3 separate regions of the Mus musculus genome follow, and regions 2 and 3 are each linked to region 1. A link is a contact called in public Hi-C and promoter capture Hi-C data. All regions are on one chromosome and are shown on one strand. Each heading gives the region's core, a stretch centred on a gene start, on an enhancer-like site or on the middle of the called end of the contact. The rest is flanking DNA. Distances are from core to core; before and after follow the strand shown. Region 1 holds the start of Dnah7a (dynein, axonemal, heavy chain 7A). Region 2 overlaps Hecw2 (HECT, C2 and WW domain containing E3 ubiquitin protein ligase 2). Region 3 holds the start of Hecw2 (HECT, C2 and WW domain containing E3 ubiquitin protein ligase 2).

The links. Promoter capture Hi-C pulls out the DNA fragments that hold promoters and counts their contacts. A called contact is a pair of places that touch in the nucleus more often than the background predicts.
Region 2: a Hi-C map of cortical neurons shows a contact between it and region 1, with 2.6 times the contacts expected there. The contact joins the enhancer-like site here to the promoter of Dnah7a in region 1. A contact is called at or near these places in 1 of 39 promoter capture datasets (embryonic stem cells), 1 of 484 Hi-C or Micro-C datasets (cortical neurons) and 1 of 9 other capture datasets (adipose tissue).
Region 3: a promoter capture Hi-C map of embryonic stem cells shows a contact between it and region 1, with 2.7 times the contacts expected there. The contact joins the promoter of Hecw2 here to the promoter of Dnah7a in region 1. A contact is called at or near these places in 1 of 39 promoter capture datasets (embryonic stem cells), 1 of 484 Hi-C or Micro-C datasets (adipose-derived mesenchymal stem cells) and 1 of 115 datasets of contacts at active chromatin or transcription factors (forebrain).

What each region holds. Positions count from the first base shown.
Region 1 is chr1:53,705,492-53,708,752 of GRCm38.p6, reverse strand. Dnah7a (dynein, axonemal, heavy chain 7A) reads left to right here and starts at 1,969. Exons shown (of 66, transcript NM_001252070.1): 1 at 1,969-2,075. The coding sequence starts at 2,061. The region is part of intron 2 of Gm32311 (a long non-coding RNA gene); the gene reads right to left.
Region 2 is chr1:54,117,312-54,120,851 of GRCm38.p6, reverse strand. The region is part of intron 1 of Hecw2 (HECT, C2 and WW domain containing E3 ubiquitin protein ligase 2); the gene reads left to right. Among named protein-coding and RNA genes, the nearest start is that of Hecw2, 76 kb to the left of the region's middle. Within about 2 kb of position 2,136, at least 39 of the 459 cell types and tissues checked have an H3K27ac peak or open chromatin away from gene starts, as enhancers often do. A contact at or near this core is called in cortical neurons, where this site is marked.
Region 3 is chr1:54,192,766-54,196,432 of GRCm38.p6, reverse strand. It overlaps Hecw2 (HECT, C2 and WW domain containing E3 ubiquitin protein ligase 2), which reads left to right and starts at 1,399. Exons shown (of 29, transcript NM_001001883.3): 1 at 1,399-1,457.

The DNA.
Region 1 (3,261 bases), core at 720-3,219:
ACCTCTACATGCTTCCCTCCACCCCCAAGTAAATAAATATATAAAACCAAAAGAGGGGACTGGAGAAATGGCTCAGTGGTTAAGAACACTGTCTGCTTTTCCAGAGGTCCTGAGTTCAATTCCCAGCAAACACATGGTGGGTCACAACTGCTGGGAGCCATGGCCTTGTGGATATTTTCTAGCTTACATAAACAATCCTGAGAGAACATTCGTTGTATTAACAGTAAGAATGTTTGTAGGAAAAGAGGACACTGTGACCGTTGGTTCCAAGAGCTGAAGATTGCCACCTGACCTTCAGAGAGCCCCTGGGCTCTTCCCCCTCCCTTGGAGCCTCCTTTTGCTTATGCTTATATTGACACTCCTGAGTAAAGTTTTTCAGAGCTTGATCAGTGTGATTGAATTGCTATCATTCTTCCTGTCTCCTTCCCTCCCACTCTCTCACTCCCTTGCCCTGGGTCCCCACTGATTATCCCTGCAGGCCTGGGCACAGGACCATCTGTAGTGGGGTCTGATGTCCTCTTCTGGCATCTGGGTACATGCAGAACACTCATGTGTATAAAATAAATAAGATTTTAATAAAAAATAAAACCAAAAGAAAATCAAGTGCCATGAGACCCTCTGTTTTCATTAAAGGTTTTAAAGTTTTAGTTCTTCCATGTAGGTAATCCACCTACAGGAGGTGATTTTTATATGTGACATTAAGTGTCTATGTCACATTTGTGCACGTGGATATCTACTTTCCTCAGTATCATTTGTTGTGAAGACATTGTTTCATCACTGTAGCTTTGTACTAAATTTTGAAATAAAAAAAAATATGAGGCTTCCAAATATGTCACTTAAAAAACGTTGTTTTTGGCCATTCGAGATCCCTTAAGATGTCACATAAATTTTAGGTTAGGAACCTGCCATTTCTCAACAGAAAACGTTTACCGTCAGGCATGGTGGCATAAGCCTGTAATTCTAGCACTTGGGAGGCTGCCACAGACAGATTGAGAGTTTGTGACCTGTCTAGGCTAAGAAATGAGACGATCTCAAAACCAAACCAAAATAAATAAACAAAATTAAACAAAAACTTTTCAGTAGGAGGCAGTTTACATTGAAGTCTAAACTCCTCACTCTATTTTACCAGATCTTTAAAATAGAGCACTTATTTATCTTCATCTTCATCACCGGACTCCAATGTGCTTTATTCCAACGACAGTCTGATAGATTTCGTTTTTGTTCTTCTAATTTTCTTCTGTTCTTCTGATTTTTGTTTTTTGTTCTTCTAATAACCATGAAATGTCTCAGGCTTTTGCATCTGATTGCTCTGCCCGAAATATTCCTTGCACAGCATGTGTCCTCCTCTTTCAAATCTCAGCTTTCACGTTTCTTCTGCATCTTCTAAGAGAAATGACTCACAGCACTGTTTCTATTAGTTATGAACACATGCCTTACGGTCACCCAAGCCTATGCCTGAGGGACTGTCTTGGCACAGCTTCGTTCATGTAGTCAATCACGCGTGGATTTAAATGAATTTCCGAAGGCTCACTTTCTAGTGTGTTAGGGAAGTCAACAGAACTGAACACTGAGGCTCCTGGATATGGAGCACTTTACAGGCTTTAGTCTTGAGTGCCTTGTCATTATTCTATTTGCCTACATTAGCAATGAAATCTGCAGAAACAGCCGAATGAAGGCTTAAGGCAGAGAACCACGCCCACGCAGACTCGGTGAAAGATGCAGTAACTTGAGGACCCACTTAGACATCAAGGGGTCTTCGCTCCTCACAGTTGCCTGCCACCCTCTGTAAAGTGGAGTGAGGGCTGTGTTGGAAGCCACCTAGGCCTCAGAGAGCCACCCTGCTCGACCTCTCAGAAAGTTCTGCACCTCATCTCGCAGATGCAGACGACCGGAAGTAGAATCCGCCAGTTTGTTGCTTAGCAACGAATCGACCACGGCGGTTAAAGCTCTCAGCTCAGAAAGAGCCTAGAGCTGTCCAGCGGCGAACAACTCTCCTCTCCAGGTCCTGAGTTCCGCAGCAGCGATCCCGGCCGGCGTTGCCTGGCCCGCAAGTCGACGCCATGAGCAGCAAGAAGGTGAGAGCTGGGCCGCCAGGGTCGGTCCCGGGGGCCAGGCACGCAGGAGCAGACTCCAGTACCACCCTGGCGTTGAGTGTTTTCCCTCCAGTTTCCTTCCCAACCGTTGGACCTCGTTGTCGTAACAACGGGACACAAACTGGATGCGCCATCGGTGGAAACTGGCTCCACAGCGACCCCAGCTGCACACTGGGAGTGTTTGGGTGGGAGGAGGGTGGGCGGTTTTGATGCCAGTTCAACCCAAATAAAAAGTTGATTCTCAATCTGAAAATTGTACTCAGCTTTTAAGATTTTTCATCCCTCCATAGTGGTTTCTCTTATAAACCGAGTTTGTTGTGAAAATGGCTGCAAAAGATGATGTGGGGGTTGGGGAGATGGCTTAGTGCTTAAGAGCTTGATATGAAGCCATGAAGACATAGACTCAAATCCCCAGCACCCACTTCAAGGCCCAGTGTGACTGAGCTTGCCTGTAACCCAGCTCTGCGAGGGTCAGAGACAGGAGGATTGCAGCAACTTCCCATCCAACCCCTTAGTTTCTGGTTAAGTGAGAGACCCTGTCTCAAAGTAGTAAGTCAGTGAGTGATTCACTGGCTTCTGGGCAGAGGCAGGGGCACCCTTACACAAAACATGGACATATCACACACGCACGCACACGCACGGTCACCGGCACATGCACTCTCTCACACGGGAGGGTAGTTTACAATCTTGTGCTATTTAGGTTTTGTGACAAAACAGAGCAAGGCAACTCAGAGAGAAAATTCTTATTTTGTCTCATGGCTTGAGAGGTCGCTGGGTTCTGGGTGTTTCTGGGCGCTGGACTGAAGTCTATATCAAGGCAGGGAGGAGGGCATGGCAGAGAGCACTGGGGAAGAGGCTAGAGAAAGAGCAACAGGTTGAAAGCACACCCCTAATAGCCCTCATTCTTCAGCGGGGCTTTACTCTCAATGGCCCATTCCCACAAACTTACATTAATTTATGGGTGAAAGTAGCATTTTCATCACCAATTGGTGTCACCCCTCGACACAAGAGCTCCTTGGAAAGACATGTCATATCTATCCTATTACAGCTATAGTTATAGATTATATAGGTTATAGAGTACTAGCAGAGGATGTCAAGCCTGCTAACCAAGTAAGCAGTAGTTATGTAAATGCTGGAGAAAGTTTTCAGTTTTTTGCAATCCACATAT
Region 2 (3,540 bases), core at 887-3,386, 410 kb before region 1:
GTACACTGGAAAAATCAAACCAGGTTATAGGCTTAGTTGTGAAGAGTCATCCTTTGTATCTTGCTAACTAATATGAAATACTAAAGGAGGAATGCGAAGGAGTATGGATCAAGCTTGCTCTATGCTTCCTCCAGTCCTAAAAACCTGGAGTATTCCATGTGAAAGGAGAAACGTCCAAATGTTTTACTTCTTTTAGATTTTTCAAGTCATTTTTAGTTATGTGTATGTTGCATGTCTGTTAGAGGTATGTGCACGTGCATGCAGGTACCCACAGGGGCCCGTGGAGTCAGCTCATGCTGGGGTTGGAGGTCTAGGTGGTTGTGAGCTGTCTGATTGGGTGCTAGGAACCAAGCTCTTCTGAAAGAGCAGCCTGTGCTCTTAACTGCTAAGTCTCTTCTACAACTGATTGACAGACAAACAAGGAAAACCCCGAATGTTTAGCTCTACAGGATGCCATTCCTATGTGTTGTTCTTCCATCATGCAGTTTTCCAGGTTTCACAGTGCCCACTTCTCACACAGGGCTGGCAAACAGTTTCATTAGTTGTTTTCATAAACTTTGTGATTAAAATATTTTGCGAGTGTATTTTATTCCCGTTGGGAGGGACAGTATTGAAAAGAGAATCCCTCAGGTTGCCTCTCTCGGGGTGTCATAACCCTTGTTGCCATGGTCGCGGAAGCTGAAGCTGACGCTTGTTCTGAGTGGTGCGTTTTCCCTTACCTTTCCTCAACTCCTCCTCCCCCAGTTCTCTTCTGACTCTCTAGAAACTTCTTTGTATTATCAGCCTTGCCTGCCTGCCTGCCTGTCTCTAATAGCCCTGCCTTGGACCACACAGTTTTCTAATGTGATACTAACATTGCAATAATCCAGTTATTGCCTTTGGGATCTCCCTTGTTCTGAAATACTCTTTCAGTTCTGTTTGTCTCTTCAGTCATGCCTAGCATGCAGGTATGCGCTTACTTGTTTAAGGCACCACGTGAGCCAGAATATGGCCCAGCTCTGCTTTGTTCCCAGAATGTGAGTGTGGTATCTGGGAGGCTCTGGTGTTTGCTGTGTGAATGGCATGAGCAGTGCAGGGGCTTAAGGGTGGAGTGTGGATTAATTTGCATCTCTGCCTGGCAACACATTGCTCAATCTTCATTCACAGTCATTTCTATTTTAATGATTCCAGAAACATAGATGAAAATACTGATTAATGTTTTCTTAAGTTTATTTATTATCTCTGTAATGCTTGTGGTTTTATGTTTAGTAATTTAGCATTCCAAGAATAATTTATTTACTGTGCACCATCATCATCATCATCGATTAAACACAAAGTCTAATTTCTATAGGCTTCCAAGAGAGGGAGGGAGGAGCCCTTAAAGTCATCCCTGCTAAACACTTGTGGGTAGGACTCGGAGAGGAAAACTACCAGGGCTAAATTAGTTTCATATTCCTAATTAAAACCAGTGCTGCACAATAATTAAGATTGTTTGTCCAGAAGCTCTTTTGGGTTTTTGATCATATAATACAAAAATAATAGTTGTTTAAAAAGTTTACTTATAATAATACTCATATTTGTGGAAAATAGATATAAAAACAAAAATGCTTTTTATTATTTTTGAGGGGTGGAAAGTATCTTTTTATTATGAAGTATAACAATTAATGCCATATATTAAAGGAAAAAAAAACCCCACAGTCTCATTGAAACCATTATTTATTTTCATGCATTTGAGCCAGAGGCTTATTTAAGCATTCCCTGATTTATTTTTGTCTTGAATTTGTTAGAAATATGCATTACAGGGTAGTAATTGTGGTTATTTTGAATGTTCAAGGTGGAATATTCAGAAGAAAAAATCCTGTAGGAATTAATGGAGTTCTCTTCAGGAATAAGGAAGGTAATAAGGGGGGTGGGAGGAGAGTGCCCACCCTTTATTTTGAAGGCTTCAGGGCCAGAGCAGCAGGCAGAGATACAAGACCAGAAGGCTGGGGGCATTCTGGCAGGATTTGTGCATCCTTACAAGTCTCCGTGGGAGGCTGGGATGAAGGAATTAAATCTGCCAAAGGACCAAAATACTGTTCTTTCTTATTATACCCCCACCTCCTCGTCCTACACAGAACTCTCTGCGAACACTGGAGCTTTTTATAGTCCAAGAACTTTGAAAGTCAGCCTTCCCAGCCCATGAGTTCCAGGGAGAATCCAGCAGCTTGCTTTTGCCAGCTCTGAAATCGTGATCTTGAAGAAAATGTTTAGTGGCTCATATTTTAGCTGAGGCCCAGGGTGGAAATACTCAGTTTGCTTGTCTTGAGTGTGCCTAGACATGCATGGACACGCACGAGCAGCCCCCGTTGATGATGGTTCTTTTCTCTCAGGTGCTGATGTGGTGAAGGGGTAGAAAGGCAGTTGGTAAAAGTAGGTCAAGAGAGTGAACTGGAAAAATGTAAAGTCCTACTGTGTATGCCTCTTTCCATGGTTCAGAAAGCCGCATTCTTTCAGAGCCCTTGCAGGGGGGTAAAAATACCTGCATAAACCGGCCCAGTTATTTACCCCATACATAAACTGTAGAAATAGCAAAAGCAAACACTACAACACAGTCGCCTATCACAGAGTTTCCTATGACAGTTTTAAAAAACAAAGCAGGCTTCCAGGGCTTATTGTTACCAAAAAGGCATGATTGCATCATAGGAGAAGATTGTCTGTACAAACTCTTCAGTGGACTGTTTTAAACCATCTGATGATGGGCCAAGAAACAGTGAGTTGACTTTCCCTACTAAGATAAAGGTCTTTCTCCTGTGGGAGGAACACTCCTCAGGGCCTTCTTTTCTAATTGTGAGTTTTTTGCTTAGGTGTAATGTTAACATGCAATTTGCAATTGGTTGTTTGGAATAAAATATACTCACTTGGCTCCTGTCGGCCGGCATAACAGTATCATTAATAGTGTCAGGGGCTGGTTCTTGCCCATGGGATGGGTTTCAAGTTGGGCCAGTGATTGGTTGGCCATTCCCTTAGAGTCTGCTTCACCTTTGTCCCTGCACATCTTGTAGGCAGACTACATTTTGGGTTGAAGGTTGAATGGTTGGTTGGTGTCCTTATCCCTCCACTGGGGATCCTTCCTGGCCACAGGAGGTGTCTACGTTAGGTTCCATATCTCCCACTACTAGGAATCTCAGCTAGAATCACCCCCCATAGACTCCCTGGAACTTCCCCCATCCCAGGTCTCTACCATTTCCTAGAGATGTCCCCCACACACAACGATTTCTGTGTCATCTGCCTCTTGAACCTGTTCCTCCCACTCTGTTCTCCTCCCCATCTCCTCTCCTACCCAGTTCTCTTCCTCCTTCCACCTCTGAAGATGACTTTATTTCTCTTTCTGAGTGAGATTCAAGCATCCTTCCTTGTGCCCTCCTTGTTACTTGGCTTCTTAGGATCTGTGGATTATAGTGTGGGTATCCAGTACTTTATGGCTAATATCCACTTATCAGTGAGTATGTACCGTGCATGTCCTTTTGGGACCTGGCTACTTCACTCAGGATGATATTTTCTAGGCCCATCTATTTGCCT
Region 3 (3,667 bases), core at 150-2,649, 490 kb before region 1:
ATCTCTGTCACTGTGGTTTATATATTGGAAAGTTTTAGACAGTTGAGACTCCTTTCTGAGTCTAAGAAAACAAAACAACCCAGAGCATGCATAGCAACCCTCTATTTGTTTTTATACTCTTTAGTTAAAAGATAGGTTTGTGATAGTGGCTAATCAATATGGATGCTAAGTTTTGCAGGTGTGGGCTCGCTGGATCTAAACTGTACAAAGAGACCGATTCATGGCATCCCATGAGATTCCTATTATAGGTGAGACTAGCCCTAGTACTGACAATAGACACTGGAATTGGACCTTTGGTTGGATGAGGTTCATCAATGATGCCTGTGATGATACATATAGAGACAAAGACATCAGGGCTTTTTTTTTTTGTGACCCACGATAGAATGTAACTGAAGCTAATTTGAAATAAAAAGGGAGATCCTCCTTCAAGGGTCAGAGCCGTCTTCTCCATCTCAACCTTTCAAAAGTTGGCTTTTGGCAAACTGCAGAGGTCCTTGTTGCCTGGCTCTTATTTTCCAGATATAGTCATACTAGTTTCAATAGCTTTACATTTTCTGAATAGTCCCTAGAAAAGCCCCACACAAATGTCTGGACTAATAAGTTCACCTACAGCCCCTCACTGTGGTCTAGACTATGATGGCTGGTTTGTCTTGGGGTCTGCCAGGATCCAGGAACCACAAAGATTCTTTGTGGGTGAGGGAGCTATATGAACCACTGTTTCTAGAAAGGTAGAGTTGAGAAGATATAGAATACTGAACACACACTTTCAAAAAACACAGATATCAATTACTTGGGGTGAAGATGTTATTATTGTACTTCCTGCATAAATATAGTTAAGCTATAAAACTAAGTAACTCTTCCATGTTTTGATAGGCACCATCAAGTACTGTGGGGCACAGTCATATCAGCATTATACATTTCCCCCCTAAAACAAGACTAACTCAAAGATGCTTCAGAAGAAATAGACGGAAAGCACCAAGTATCTGTGCAAAATTTAGTTTTTAGTGACCTAAGTCACATGCGATTTTAATAATACATTCTTTATCTTCACCACACCCCGTGCAGGGTGACATAAGTGTTACTGTCTTGTACAGATGGGGAAATTGAGGCATGACACCCTCGATTCCCCTTTCCAATGGGATTTAGGGACAGACTTGTCTGCATGACCTCAGCGGGTCCCCTTCATCCTTCGCGACGCCTATAGGAATGCTCCTGTCCTTCGCTCCGCAGTCTAACTCGTCCTCCGCCCAGCTCCACCCGCCCAGCTCTGGAGCGCCGTCCCCAGGGAGGTCCCGTGGGCCCGGGTCTGGCCGCTTCTCCCCAGCTCTGCTCGGTCAAGCTCCCGAGTACCCGACGTGCAGGCGGCCCCCCGCCCAGCGCCCCCAGCGCGGTGCGGGCAGATGCTGCCCCGGCGTCTAGCGGACAAGGCGGCGGCGGCGGCGGCGGCGCGGCTGGAGGTGAGCGGGCCGGGGACCCGTGGCGATGCGGGGGAGGAGGTGACGGTGAAGGGACGCGGGCAGCTGGTGTGCGGCTTGCGGACGACGCCTAGAGAGCGAGCAGAACGGGCGCCTGGGGCCCCGAGCGCGGGGAGACATGGCTCCGCGCGTCCCCGCCGCCGCCGCCGCTGACTCGACACAATCGGCGGCTCGCGCGGCGTAACCGCGGGTGGGCGGCGGCACGGAGCCGCCTCGGGAGCGCCGAGGGTCGCGGCGTGTGAGCATGCCGGCTCAGAGGCGAGCCGAAGACCGCCTCTGAGACGCTCGCCGGCCCGGGGCGCAGGGTGGGCTCCGTGACGCGCGGCCGCCCGCCTTCCCCGCGGCGCGCGCTGGCGGCTCGCGGCGACTGCGGGGCGCGCTCCCGCCTCGACCGGGTCCCCACCCGCAGCCCGCCTGCCCAGGTGAGTGCGCGGCTCGCGGCCCGCGCCCGCGCCGCAGGTAGCGGGCGGTGGCTTTGTCTCGCTCCCTTGCGCCCTGGTGCGGTCATGCATTTGACATTCTGCCCCTGAAGCGCCGGGCACCAGCGCCGGACGCGCCTGCTGATTCGGTGATCCCCGGGAACTGGGACTTGGGGGCTCGCGTGAGCATCACTCGAGGGAGAGGAGGAGGCTGCGTTTGCTTTCTGTTTGGAATGTGTGGTGAGCATCCTCTGCTGGAGCTTGGGGCCTGGAGCAAACCCGGGCTGCAGATTTAGACGTAGACGTTTGGGAGGACGTGCAGCTGCAGAGGTCTGGCTCCTTATGCCTGGTCTTCTCCGTTCGCGGTGCTCAGCCGCCTTTCGTTTATTATGATTAATTTTAGGAACACCGTCACAGGCACAGTTATTTCTTTGAGAGTTGGGAGTCTTTGGAGTCAGCACAGAGAGCTCACGAGTAGAGTTATAAGGGTTCGGTCAATAATAAACTTGGAAAAGGACAGCGTCGGTGATCGTATGGACAGAGGTGGACAAGAGGCAAACTTCACCGCGGCCTTTAGCCTTTGTGGATAAGATTTCTGCTTTGCTCTGCTAGAGTCATGCAAACTCGGAGTTCTTGTATGTATGCCTTTGCCAAAGTGTAAAACTTATTTTTCCCTTTTCTTGAATAGTTTTTTTTTTTTTTTTGTTTTGGTATTTTGTCATTTAGGAAAAAAAATAGAGTAACCAGTAGTCTTTTATTAGAAATTGTAAAAATTCGGTGTATTTGTTTGCCCTGTAAATATGATTTTCTTTTTACTGTTTCTCCTATTCCCTGAAGGGCTCATTTCTTCTATTGCCTAGAGAGTCAGTCAGCCTCTGGCTCTCCCTTTCCCCTCCCCCAACAGATGGCTTTATGTGCCAAGAGGTTATCTTTAAAATGTTACTCACATTACTTACAAACAAAGCAGGCTTAGTTCTGAAGTTTGTGTGTGGAGTTATGAGAAGAAGAGGCCTAATTGGATAGGGATATTATTAATGGTGTAAAGACCTGGATCTTGCTAATCTGTTTGGTCATCAGAAGATTCCTGCAGAGATTGTTTATATAGTGTGGGACAGATGGTGTCCCTAGCAGACAAGAGAAGCCAGGCAGAAAGGGGCATTGTACTCTTTATTATTGGGAGGTGGAACAGAGTGGGTGAACGGCGAGAAAGACATAATTTCGACCTCTTAAAGGAGACGTTTGTTATACAGCAGCCTAAACCATTTCTTTCTTTTTAACGTTTAAAACCTTGTCATTGAATTGTTTGTTTTATTTCTACATCGGCTATGATAAGACAGTTTAAGCAGTCACAGCAACACAGATGCCTTTGTACGCAAAAGTATCTTACCACTTTTTGGGAAAAAAAACAGTCCCATTTCTATTGGCCCTTGCATATACTTGGCACCTCGGACTCATAATGTCTCCCAGCTGCAGGGACTTCAGTTTCATCCGCATCAGTCTGAGTTTGTTTCTTTCATATCTCCTTGGCAGGTGTTCTAGCACGGTGCCCAAACTTTCATCTATGGCTGTTCCTCTACTTCCATAGTGATTCACCTGCTCTAGACATTGGGTTTTCTATGGCCCTGTCACAGGTCAGGGTGCCTCTTGGGAGGAGGTCTTTGTTAAGCACTGTGATGTCAGTGAGGAACTTGAAATTATTTTGAACATTTGGTAATCTAGCTGTAGGTTTTCTGCTTCTATTGCTAGTGGGCATTTCATGCTCTAGATTGCAAC